Linked DNA regions of Mus musculus: region 1 is linked to region 2. Evidence: chromatin contacts called from public HiChIP or PLAC-seq data. All regions are on one chromosome and are shown on one strand. Each heading gives the region's core, a stretch centred on a gene start, on an enhancer-like site or on the middle of the called end of the contact. The rest is flanking DNA. Distances are from core to core; before and after follow the strand shown. Region 1 has its middle 49 kb from the start of Gm33515. Region 2 has its middle 19 kb from the start of Gm33570.

Region 1 (5,940 bases), core at 1,832-4,331, 120 kb before region 2:
ATTCATACAGAGCCAACCAATCAGGAACTGCTGTTTAGAAGAGATGCTTTCTTGGGACCAATGGAGCACGGGTGGAGGGTATTAAAGGAGCTTGCAGCAGTGCTGAGACAAGCTTGCTGCGGCATTTCTCTCCTGCTCCTGGAGTCTGTGTCTTTGATTCTGTGTCACTTCCCCTCCAACCCCCAAGGGCAAGTAGGGTTGGAGAACGGGTGGTTCAGGGCACAGGCATCACCTGGCGCCCAGCGATTTGAAAAGCATTCATAGCTGTCGTGACAGATACGACCTTAGATTATAAAACAGATGACCGAATGAATTAACTGTTAACAGTGTGCCATGGAATACTATTCAGTGAGAAAAAAGGCGATAACTACAGATAAAAAAGGATAACCAGAATGGATGTCAAAGCCATTATACGGAGACAAATAAACCAGTCTTAGCTGGCCACCTACCTGTGCTTATATAACATTCCAGAAAAGGTCAACCAAAAGAAGGGAGAGAGAGAGACAAGGCTGGAAAGAGGCAGCAAGAGGGAGTTTCCTGAGGCGACGGAACTCGTTTGTAACCTACTCTGGAAGGTTTACATGTGTCTTAAAATTCACAGAAATAAAAGGCCACTTTCTGCATGTGACTTTTAAAGAAAACAAAAATATTGGCTTGCAATTATTGAACACTTGCCACTCGCTCAGTCCTTTTTGAATTGTGTGGTCCAAGGTCATGAAAGGAAAGGGGCTTCTTCCAGCCCCAGCCTCCCTTCCTCCACCGAGACTTCCTTATCTCTTTATCTGAGCACAGGTAAGCCTGGAATCTCAGGGCAGTGTAACATGAGTACTGGTGACAGCCTTAAGAAGACTCTTCCACTTGGCCTGTTCTTGGGTCCATAAGTCGGTACATGTGGTCTGTCTCCTATTACTGGGAGCTTTGGGATGGCTGGAAGTGCCAAAGATCTTCCAAGCAGGACTCAAGCTTGGGGCAGGAGGCTAGCTGAGAATGTCAGTTCCTGAAATCAATCCTCTCTGCACAGACCATACTAAAATCTGACCCTTGACACAGGCATAGATAGGACCTAAAAGGCCACCCTGGTCCCTAAGGGTTGTTCCTAAACCAGGACTACTACCCCAGCTGCCCTGGAATCAGGCACTCACAAATTAAGTCTCAGAAAGATAAGTGCTTGGTGCTTGGAGATTGTACTGTAGGTAGGGGGCTTCATATCACACCTAAGAGAACCTGAGCTTAATTCCCCAGCACCCAGGAGAAGCCAGGCGTAAAGGGTGCCTCTGTAACCCAGTGCCAGGAACAGGGGCAGAGACAGAGATCCCTGGAGCTCCAGGGTCAGCAACACACACACACACACACACACACACACACCCACACACACAGAGAGAGAGAGAGAAAGAGAGAAAGAGAGAGAGAGAGAGAGAGAGAGAGAGAGGTATGAGCATACACATGGTAAAGAGAAACTAAAGAATTAAAGAGGCATTTGATGTTGGCTTCTGTCCTTCACACACATGGGCATGCACCACACACCTGGATGACACATGCACACACATGAACAACACACATATACACATGCCAAAGAGGAAAAAAAAAGTAAAAATAAATAGCACTCTAGTTAAAAAATTTTAAAAGCCCTCCACAATTAAAAGTCTGCTTGAATTCTTCTTGTAGACTCTACAGGCAGGCAAGGGCTCTTGGTGGTCAGGCCTGGATAGTCTAGGTGTCCCATAGTTCTGTCCTGGCTTGGATGAAGCCAAGCGATGGGGAGCATGGGGTTCTGACCTCATGTCAGTGGTATGTCTCTAGTTCAGCGTGTCTGCCTTCTCTCTGGGTGTCACTGTGCGGGGCTGACCTCCACATGCCTTTTCTGCATATGTCCCTGACCAACTGTGCAGGGAGCCAGGCTCTGCCAAGGTCCACGGGAAGAATTCAGCTTAGCCCCTGCAGGAGAAGACAGAGAGAAAGTGTGCCAGGGTCAGGTGGAGGGAGACATGTGAGATGGAGACCACTGAGTGGAATTTCAAAGAAATAACGGGGAGGAGGCAGACGCGAGCTTGGAGGGTCTTAAGAAGTACGGATTATTTGTCAAAACCTGAAGGCAAGACAATTAAGTGGATTGAGGACCACTCTGAGGGCTTGCTTTCATTTATTTTCTCAGGAAAGGCACAGAGCGGATAGGATTACCAAGATCACACAGAGAGATGATGTCAGTAGGTGATCAGAGAGCGGGACTGGTGGGGGCAGCCCCCCAGCTCTCACCCCCCCCACAGACTCCAGTTCCTCTGGATGGGAAGCCAGGAGTTCAGCAGAGACAAGAGCATACAGCCGCTGATGTCCCCCGACAACATTGTGCTGTGTGACCACGGCTCACAGGAACCATGGCTGCAAGTGGCACCTACTCCATTGTCAACATTCATAAACGTTTAAAGGAGGGGCCTGTGAGATGGCTCAGTGGGTAGAGATACTTGTTGCTACACCTGAAAACCTGAATTCCCTTCCTGGCACCTAACCTACAGGGTGGAGAAAAACAGCTCCCGAAAGTTGTTCTCTGACCTTCATATGTGCACTGAGCACACGTGAAAATAAATGAATGCAACTGAAAGGTTTAAATGAAATATTGAAATTTTACTCTTAAACATGCAATAATGATCCACCTCTTTCATCCCCATCGTCTGGATCATCCCCTCCCCCACCCCACCACATACTGCAAGCCAACATTGCTCCTCATTAAAAAGTTGTATTGCATTTATTGAGTGTGTGTGTGTGTGGGGGGGGGGATGGTGTTTGTACCATGGGACACATGTGGAAATCTGAGAACTTCTAAGAGTTCGTTCTCCTTCTACCACGTAGGTTCCAGGGATCTAATACAGGCTTTTGGGCTTGGCCACAGTGTCTTTTCCCACTGAGCCATCTCTCCAGTCCTTATTCCTCCCTTCCTGTCCCACCCGCATTTAACAGTGTCTGAAACAGGAAATGACTGTACAGGGCATTTCCTTGCTTCCGGGCAGCGTGTTTGTGGTGCACTGTCCAATCAACAGCATGTGGTACTTACATCTCAAAGGACATTGTAGTGGACTTTATTTGACTGAAGGTTTCTAGCTGAGTCACTGGCAGATGGCTGAGTCATGGTTCCTGTCTGTGCAGTCATTTGTGTGTTCCTTAAGAATGATGTCATCTTGTCATTTGTTTGCTTTCCCGTGTCCTTCTGTAGACATCCCAGAAGTGCCCTTTAACTCATCTCCTGGCAAGGATCTCCAGGGCAGGTGCTGCTAGCGACAGGATTGTTCTTTCTCAGTGGGTCCAATATCACTGTGCAAACTGTCTAACGGCAGCTTAGCGAAAGACAGCACATGCATTCACGCACATAGGAATTCCAAGTAAGAGTTGGTGACATCCGGAATGTGCACTGCACCACTTACAATAAACAGCAGGCTACACCGTATTCTTTACTGCAACTTCTCGACCCTCCTGTTTCTCCCAGGAGTCTTTCGTCCCCCCCCCCCCGCCCCCAAATCTTGTGTTCATAACAAACACATGTAGTTCTTACAGAATCCCTGAATCAAATATTAGCTGCGGAACTCTGTAATATCGCCTTGTTATGTCCTGTTACTCACAACCTGGTGGCTTTAGAGTTGAATTGTCATTAAAGCGCCTCATTTGTAGCTTTGCCAATCGCCTAGTGGAAATACTTTCACTCTCATCAATGCCAAGCAACTGCGACATTACTGAATGTGGCCTTGGGAAGAGGGATTTGTTAGACTTCCACTATGCAAATTTAGTAGCACCCCATTATGCTTGGGGGGAGGGGGTGATTTCCAAACGGCGAATGAGACTGCAGCTACCTAGTGCCTGGCTTTCTGTATGCTATTTTCCCCATACATACATGCTCATGGTTAATTTATACATTTGGTACCCTAAGAGATTAAAACTGTAACTAATAATAAGATAGAACAATGATAGCAATCTCTTTCTTATAAGTTGTTTAAAACTTGTGACTTGTTTCATTTCTGGAATTTTCCATTTAGTTAATATTTTCAGACTGTAGTTGTCTGGGGCAACGGAAATGCTGGAAAGTGAAGTTTCAGCTTAAAGTTCTAGTTCAGTCAGGCTGCAACCGGGCAATAGCTGCGAATCATAAAGAATTGCTTGGCCCTCAGCTTCACTGATCTACTTCACCTGCAGAAACCTCGTGCCCTGGTATTGAACAACTCACCCTTCTCCCAGTCAAACCACAAAAATGGCTGCAACTCCCTGGTAGTTACCTGCACTTGTGTGTGTGTGTGTGTGTGTGTGTGTGTGTGTGTACCTGCCCCTAGCCCCTATAAAGGCACTCCACCTTCACTGGGAAGCCTGAGGCCCCAGCTCTTCTATTAAAGTGGGTCCAGCTCACTGAGATCAAGTCTGTCTGCCTCTACGCCTCATTTTTCTTACATCTGGTGCTAAGACCCTCTTAGGGCCTTCCCAGCTTTAAGCCCTCTTTCCCCCCTTCCCTGGGGGCATTCCTTTGGGAGCACACACCTCCCCCAAACTCACTATATAAGCTAAACAGTCACCAGCCTGACAGAAGACCTTAGTTATTCTCGGGTCACCTCTGCCTCTGTGTGTAGCCTAAGTCCTGTGGATGGAACCTCAGTTCTTGGGACTATTGGTACTCCATGTAAACCCCTCTGGATCCTGATCCTCTCGGTTCTACTCCCAGTCTCTCCTTCCTCTGACTCTTCTTCCTCTAACCTCTTCCACTCAGCCTTTTTCTGATCTTTAAGTTAAGAGTCTTTTTGTTGTTTTGATGGCTGCCGTCCACACACCCAAATTCTACAGGACAGGATGATTGTCCGTCTGGGTCTGACTCAGAGGCACTGACCAGATCCCAGAAGTTTCAGGAGCTTCTCGCTCCTTTGATCACAAAGTCTTAGAGGTTCCTCTGAAACCACATTACCTTGTGACTCTCTGAGTCATGTGAGTGTGGGTGTGCACTCTCCTAATATGTGGATTTTCATCCTTCTCCAAACCTGGGGGACGCCTCAGGCATCAGGAGAAGACACTCCACTAGTCCTGCCTGTCATTTCAAATTTAAACCAAATTCTAAAATGTGTTCTAAGTTATCTTTCTCAAAGGCTTGTCTCTGAGGGAATTTTGAAAAGTGCCACCAAACTCGTTCAGTCATCCACTCAAGTGGCCCTCCGCGGTCCTCCCATAAGGGAACTGCTGATCCCACTTTGAAACATTCAATTTTGACGTTCTTACATACCTAAGTGACTTTCTCAGACCAACTCCAAAGGGTCTGAGGCCACTCAGTTGCACCCTACGCTCCCTCCCCGCAAGGTCATTTTAACCCTTCTCATCCCTGGCACTACGCTGGGTCTTCATGCCCGCACTTTCTAATTGGTCCCCAAGCCTGCTTTGACCAACTGAGATAGGATGGCCTTTTTGATCTTGGAACTTCTTTGCCTTGTGCCTTTGTTTCTGCATCACCAAGTTTAGATACTCCTGCTCCCTGAGATCAAGTGTGTCGGCCTCTATGCCTCATGTTTCTTACATCTGGTGCTGAGACCCTCTTAGGGTCTTGCCTGCTTAAGCCCCCTTTCCTCCTTCCCTGCCTCCATCTGCAGACATATACGAAAACTGGGTATAACTATGTAGATCACTAGGTTCAGTCTTTGAGAGATTCAAATATATTTGGGGGTATGGATAATATTTTAAAAATTGTCACAGAACTGTCTCAGGTTGTCTAGCTTCACTGAAATGCTGGCCCCGAAGAATGAGATTTGGCCTGCTCACTTCAGACCCACGTTTAGTTATCTCAAAGTTGCCTCCAAAGACTTCCGCCCTGGGTCTGGCTGGCCCCTGACTCTGACCCTCTAACAGGGAGAAGAAAAAACGATTTATTGTCCTTTCGGGGGTCTAACTCAGCCTAGGAAAAAGACATTCTGTAATTTAAAACAGCTA
Region 2 (5,736 bases), core at 2,154-4,653:
GCACCGGACTTACAGGTGTGCGGGTCACACCCACATTGTTGTATCTCACATCCTCAGGGTTGGGTAGTAGGTATTCTAAGCACTGAGCTATGCCTCCAGCCCCCCAACACTCAATGCCTGTGTTACAAGCTTAGACTGACTCTTCTAATTTTAAGTTTAAACATTATGCACTGACCTCCTACAATAAGAATTTAGTTCTCTTACACTGTCCCTCACCCTTGTGCATATTCTATTTCCCTTAACATGGTTTTATCATGTTAAAACAATTTTTATAATCACTTAGTCATGCCTGTGTTGTAACCAGTATCTGTAGCCAAATCATCTGCGCGATGACTAATTGTCTTCCATTCGCTATGTAGATATTCTTCTTGCTGGAATTGAGAATGGCTGTAATCTTTTTGTTTGCCTAGTTTTGTCTGTGGGTAAATATATGTCAATGTTATTTATTGTGTTGTTTGCTTATTCATTAGTATCTCTGAGGGTAGCCCAAGCTCAAAGAGTTTAAGCACGGGTTATATCAACTATCGATTTTCTTTGTTTTGTTTTGTTTTGTTTTGGGGCGGGGGAGGTTGTTGTTGTTTGCTTTTGTTTTTGTTTTTGTTTTGTTTTGTTTTTGGTGGTCCCTTTCCTGTGGCCATGTATCTTCTCACTCCAAGTGGGACCTGCTATTCTGGGAGGCAACAGGGCTGTTATCCTGTGCTTCTTTCTGTTCATGGGAATCATTAGAAACATCCCTGTGCCCATGGGTTGTGTCTTCTTGTTTACTTAATTCCTACCCCTCATAGCCTTTCTTTTTCCTGGTTTATTCCTGTTGTAGTTAGTAAATGAAACAGTGAGAACAGAAGGCTATTCTCCACACTTGTTGGAAAGGTATTCCCATGAAAATAGAAACACAAATGATTATCCCCAGAGAGCAAAAGATAGAGACTGTGGTCACCCAAGATGATGTCATGAGCAGCAGGGAAAGCTAAGGACAGACTGTCTCTGGATTTTAGCAGATATATCATATGGGGTAACTCTTGGTTTACAAACAATTAACAACAGCATCTAAGACAGAAGGTACCCCAAGGTTGTCTGAAGGTTGAATTTATTAGATTTGTCTTCAGGTAGAAAACAGAAACAAATGTACAAGAAGGCCTCAGAAGACCAGCCCATCAATAATAATTCAACTCCAGGATCCAGTAAGCTAAAAATGCAGGAAAAAGAAGAAATCCACCCACCTCACCTGAGAGGTCAGATCAGTACTCATGTTGCTTTTGAGGGCACTTGATCATCCAATTGATTTGCATTTTGGTCTCTGATAGGAAGAGAGTGAGCAAAAGTTCAAAGTGCGATGTATAAGTGACAGTCCAACCTCACATTGTGAGTCTTTGTTAAAGTTTGGATGTAAACTCTCTTCAAGAAGGTTCATGCTGTGAAGACTCGGTCCTCGGCTCCCAACAGTTGAGAGGTAAGTGGAATGTAAGAACTCTGATCTAATCTGTGGATTGATTCATCTGTGGGTTGTTGGATAATTCTGGATGTAGCATTCATTTCCTCGCTGCCTCAACTCTCTCTTGGCAGCCATGAATGAGCAAGTCCCAGAAAAAAAAATGGAGCCAACCAACTAGACTGTAATCTCTGAAACTATGAGCACAAATAAAGCCTTCACCCCTTCAGTTGTTCATTCCGATACTTTTTCACCCCTACAGTGATGACTGAGTGACTAACACAAGCCTAGGGAGTGATGCCTTCAGAGTCTGAGTGAGTAAGTAGTCGTCATCTCCCACCCAAATCAGGAACTTAACAGAAACTGCTTTGGCAGAGCTCTGTGGAGAAGAGCTATGCCACTGAGCCACGTTCCCACCCAAAATACAGAATGGTATTTGAAGCTTTTAAAAAAGAATAGTAAACTATTAAAGCACCATGGGAAACTTGATAGAACCAAATGGAATTGCCAGGAAATAAGCACCATGATCAAACTTTGTAACTCAGTCAACAGTTTTACAAAAGGCAAGACGAAGTCAAAGAAAAAGTTGGGGAATGGAAAGATGGGTCCATAGAAATCATATAGAATGGAGTAGAGATAAAAAACAAAATGAACCAAAATAAAACAGGGCTGGAGAGATGGCTCAGCGGTTAAGAGCACTGGTGGCTCTTCCAGAGGTTCTGAGTTCAATTCTCAGCAACCACATGGTGGCTCACAGTCATCTGTAATAGGATCTCATGCCCTCTACTGGTGTGTTTGAATACAGCAACAATGTACTCATATAAAAGTAAATGAATCTAAAAGGGGGGAATGACTGCCAGTGAAAACCTTGAAGTCTCCTCATCTGTCACCCAAGCAAATAAATGTCCTTAAACAATAATCCAGGGTAACAGAACTATGGAGCTATGGAGGACAGAGTTTAGACAGAAAAGTCCAGCATGTATTAGTGAGAGTCAGAGGAGGGGGGAGAGACTGTGACAATGTCAATATTTGAAGGCCAAATATTTTTGGCCAAACTTTTTCAGAACTGGCAAAAGCTTGGAATACATCCAGGGACGGCGCTCCTTAATAAATCCATAACAAGATTTCTTTGGCTGTCATATCATTGTGGGTGTTTGAAAGACATAAGAAATTTAAAAATTGTATTAAACAAGATCTACCCCACCCCTCCCTGGAGTGTAAATCCAATGCCAATGTGATAAGACACTTCAGGATAAGCCCCACTCAGGGACGGGGGAGGGGGGAAGACCATAACCTGAAGCCCAGCCGACAGGGCGTGGAGGGTGTTCTTGAGTTAGAATCTTTTCAATCTTCCCCAAAGAGGCATGAATTCTCTCTCTCTCTCTCTCTCTCTCTCTCTCTCTCTCTCTCTCTCCTTCCCTCCCTCCTTCCCTCCCCCCTCTCTCTTTCTTTCTCTCTTTCTTCCTGTCTTTCAAGTCAGTATTTTGGTAAAAATGTGTAATTTCCTCAGAGCATGAGAAAGAAAATCCCACACGGTCCTATATCAACAACACGAGCTAAGGCGCCAGAAAAACCTCACATACTCTGTCTTGTCATGAATTACAATCATTGTTCTGGGAATTTTCTCAAGGGTTGGCTTTTCTTCCTTATAAACAAAGCTACATATCATTCTTGAGGCTGTCTGGTCACTGGGATGCAGGCAGTTGCAGCAATTTTATTTTTCAGGCCAAAGAGTGATGCCCAAGTTGTCCCCAGTAGAGCTCTCCTCATCGAAGACCCATACAGACACACATTTCTCTAGTCTGTCCCAGACCTTTTAGGGGTGGACTCAGAAGTCCTCCTTCTCCAGCTCCACAAGACTGTACTTCTCTTTGCCTAAACATATCACAACAACACAGCTAAGGCTTCACAGAGCTATGAGTAGGGACGGAGCTCCTGAGACGCCTGGCTCAAGGACCGGTACGGTCTGTTCCCAGTTTGCAAGTTAGCCCTGCAATGAAGTTTACAAGACAAAGTTTAATGACCTCTTGGATAAAGAGAAGGAGGCTCAGGGACAGCTTAAACAAACCGGACTGAAAAACAAAGGAAATCATTGTTGGCAAGGCTCTGAGTCATCTTCACCCCTGCTTCCCCACCCGTTTCCTTCCTGTTAGTGATAGCCAGGGGATTCAACCTTTCCCATAGGTGGTCTCAACGTCCTACTGCTAAGGTGGGCATATGGTTTAGGTGTGTGCCCCAGGGGCACATATGCTGAGAGCTTGATTCTCCTCAGTATGAGGATGTTAACAGATCAGTAGACAATTCAAACTTGGGGCCTAGCGGGAAGGTCTTAGCACTTTGAAAGCATGCTTTGGGGAAGGGTTAGTGTAGTTACCCTGTATCCTCAACTCCTTCTCAGTCTCTAGAACTGACTTCCTTTTTATCTATCTATCTATCTATCTATCTATCTATCTATCTATCTATCTATCTATCTATTATCTATTCATTTATGCTGCCATGTGTCCTCTCCCTCTCTCATGAGCTCCCACCAAGATGTCATCTGTCCTGTTACAATATAGCCAGATAGCCAGACAGGCCCTGACCAGAACTGAACCTAAGCTGTTTGGACATTCATCATTCAAAGTGAACCAAATAAACATGGCTTTATATACCACCTGGACTCAAGTGTATTTACTACAGCAACAAAAAAAGGACTAATTCTATGACCTGAGCAGAGGCCCTGGCTCCTTTAGAGCATGGTAGGGGAGCTCCACCCCCTTCAGTTTTATTACCAGTTCTGCTGCTGGTGATATTGGGTTATTTCTCCCATGAAGACAAGACTGACCACAGCAGATAAACAGTCTATGACTCACAGGGATTGCCAGCCACCTTGAGAGTCTGCTGTCTACAGTGTCTGGGCTCTCCCCTTTTCTTGCCCTCCCCACCACACACTCTTCCTTGCTCATCAACCTTCAGTGGCTTCTCATTATTTCCAGTCTCAGGACCAGACTCAGTTGGTCTAGTTTTCAAGGCCTTTCTTCATCTAATCCCGATCACAGTCTAACTGGACTCTCAAAATTCATTTTCTCTTCTGGTTCTGAGCCTGGGGTGCCCGAAGGGGTGTTTGGAAATGCGTGCAAGCATTGAGTTGATACAAGGGTGGAGGTGGCAACTGGCACTGGGTGGCAGGGTCCAGGTGTGAGAGTTGCCCTCTGGGGCCCAAGACAATCCCACACACTGATTGCCATCCATGATTCCTGCTGAGGAATGCTGCTTGATACTGGCCAGTCCCGGTCACTTCCCACCCATCAAGCCCATTACATCCACTTCTTGTTGCCATCCCACCCCCATTTCTTTGTGTTCTACCAGTTGTGAAGACCTGCTTGCTGGATGTCCATCTGAAACCACCATCTCCTTCAGGCCTCAAGCCACTGTCGACACGAGAGTCGAGTGGGCAGACCTGAAAGGTATGGATGTTGGACTCATACAAACCCATGTGTGAATCTCACGTTACCATTTTACCCATGTTACCCAGGGAGAGAGCCACTTCCTCCAGCCAACCCTCGCCTCTAAAACAGCCATGGTGACAGTACCTGCCATCATGTGAGAAGGATCCATGAGAGTTGAACATTACAAGGTCAGGTAAAGTGCTTAGCATTACGTAGCACGTGGTCAGAACTCCAGTGAAGCCATTATTTAAAAGACTCCTTTCAAATGAAGTTCGTACTCAATATGCCCCCACAGAGTTGCTGTTTACCCTACTAAGACTTCGAAGTTTCTTTATTCTAGACAAGGACTGCACAGAAAGTGTTATTTCTGTTGTTGTTCTTGTTATTGTTATTTTTGATTCTTTTTAAAATTCATCCACAAAAGCTGCCATCAGATATAAGCTACTAAGAAACTACAAAAGAAGAGTGGTCTCCTTCTGCATGGCCCCTGGAATCCTTCTTGTCAAGGTGCCTGGAGATCATGCTTGGTTATGCTCCACAGGTGCACAGCTCCAAGGAGACCAAAGAGTAGAAAGGTGGCTCTCTACATCTCCTTGAGGGCAGAGACTCCCTCTGAGGAACGGTGCCCGATGAATGCTAAATGTGAGATGTCACATCCTGGCATGGACCGTTCCTTGCCGAGACCCTTCCAGTGTCTTTCTCTTCCTTATCTGCTTCGGCACTAATGGAATTCTGTTGAGTAACACATGGCTGTTCTCCATGGTTTTCAGAAAGGCTATTGTCTGCTCATCAAGGAATGGCTTCATGGCATGTCCCCAAGGCTATGAGGGTCACAGATATGCAAGGATGTATGTGAGTGTTTGGGACTGACTGGCCTGG

The links. HiChIP or PLAC-seq counts read pairs in DNA pulled down with a chosen protein or histone mark.
Region 1: an HNF4G HiChIP or PLAC-seq map of pancreatic cancer cells shows a contact between it and region 2. The contact joins two enhancer-like sites. A contact is called at or near these places in 1 of 484 Hi-C or Micro-C datasets (nephron progenitors) and 5 of 115 datasets of contacts at active chromatin or transcription factors (a colorectal cancer cell line, embryonic fibroblasts, fibro-adipogenic progenitors and 2 more).

The regions. Positions count from the first base shown.
Region 1 is chr7:66,474,605-66,480,544 of GRCm38.p6, forward strand. No RefSeq gene overlaps it. Among named protein-coding and RNA genes, the nearest start is that of Gm33515, 49 kb to the left of the region's middle. Within about 2 kb of position 3,082, at least 45 of the 459 cell types and tissues checked have an H3K27ac peak or open chromatin away from gene starts, as enhancers often do. A contact at or near this core is called in pancreatic cancer cells and trophoblast stem cells, where this site is marked.
Region 2 is chr7:66,597,793-66,603,528 of GRCm38.p6, forward strand. No RefSeq gene overlaps it. Among named protein-coding and RNA genes, the nearest start is that of Gm33570, 19 kb to the left of the region's middle. Within about 2 kb of position 3,404, at least 56 of the 459 cell types and tissues checked have an H3K27ac peak or open chromatin away from gene starts, as enhancers often do. A contact at or near this core is called in pancreatic cancer cells and trophoblast stem cells, where this site is marked.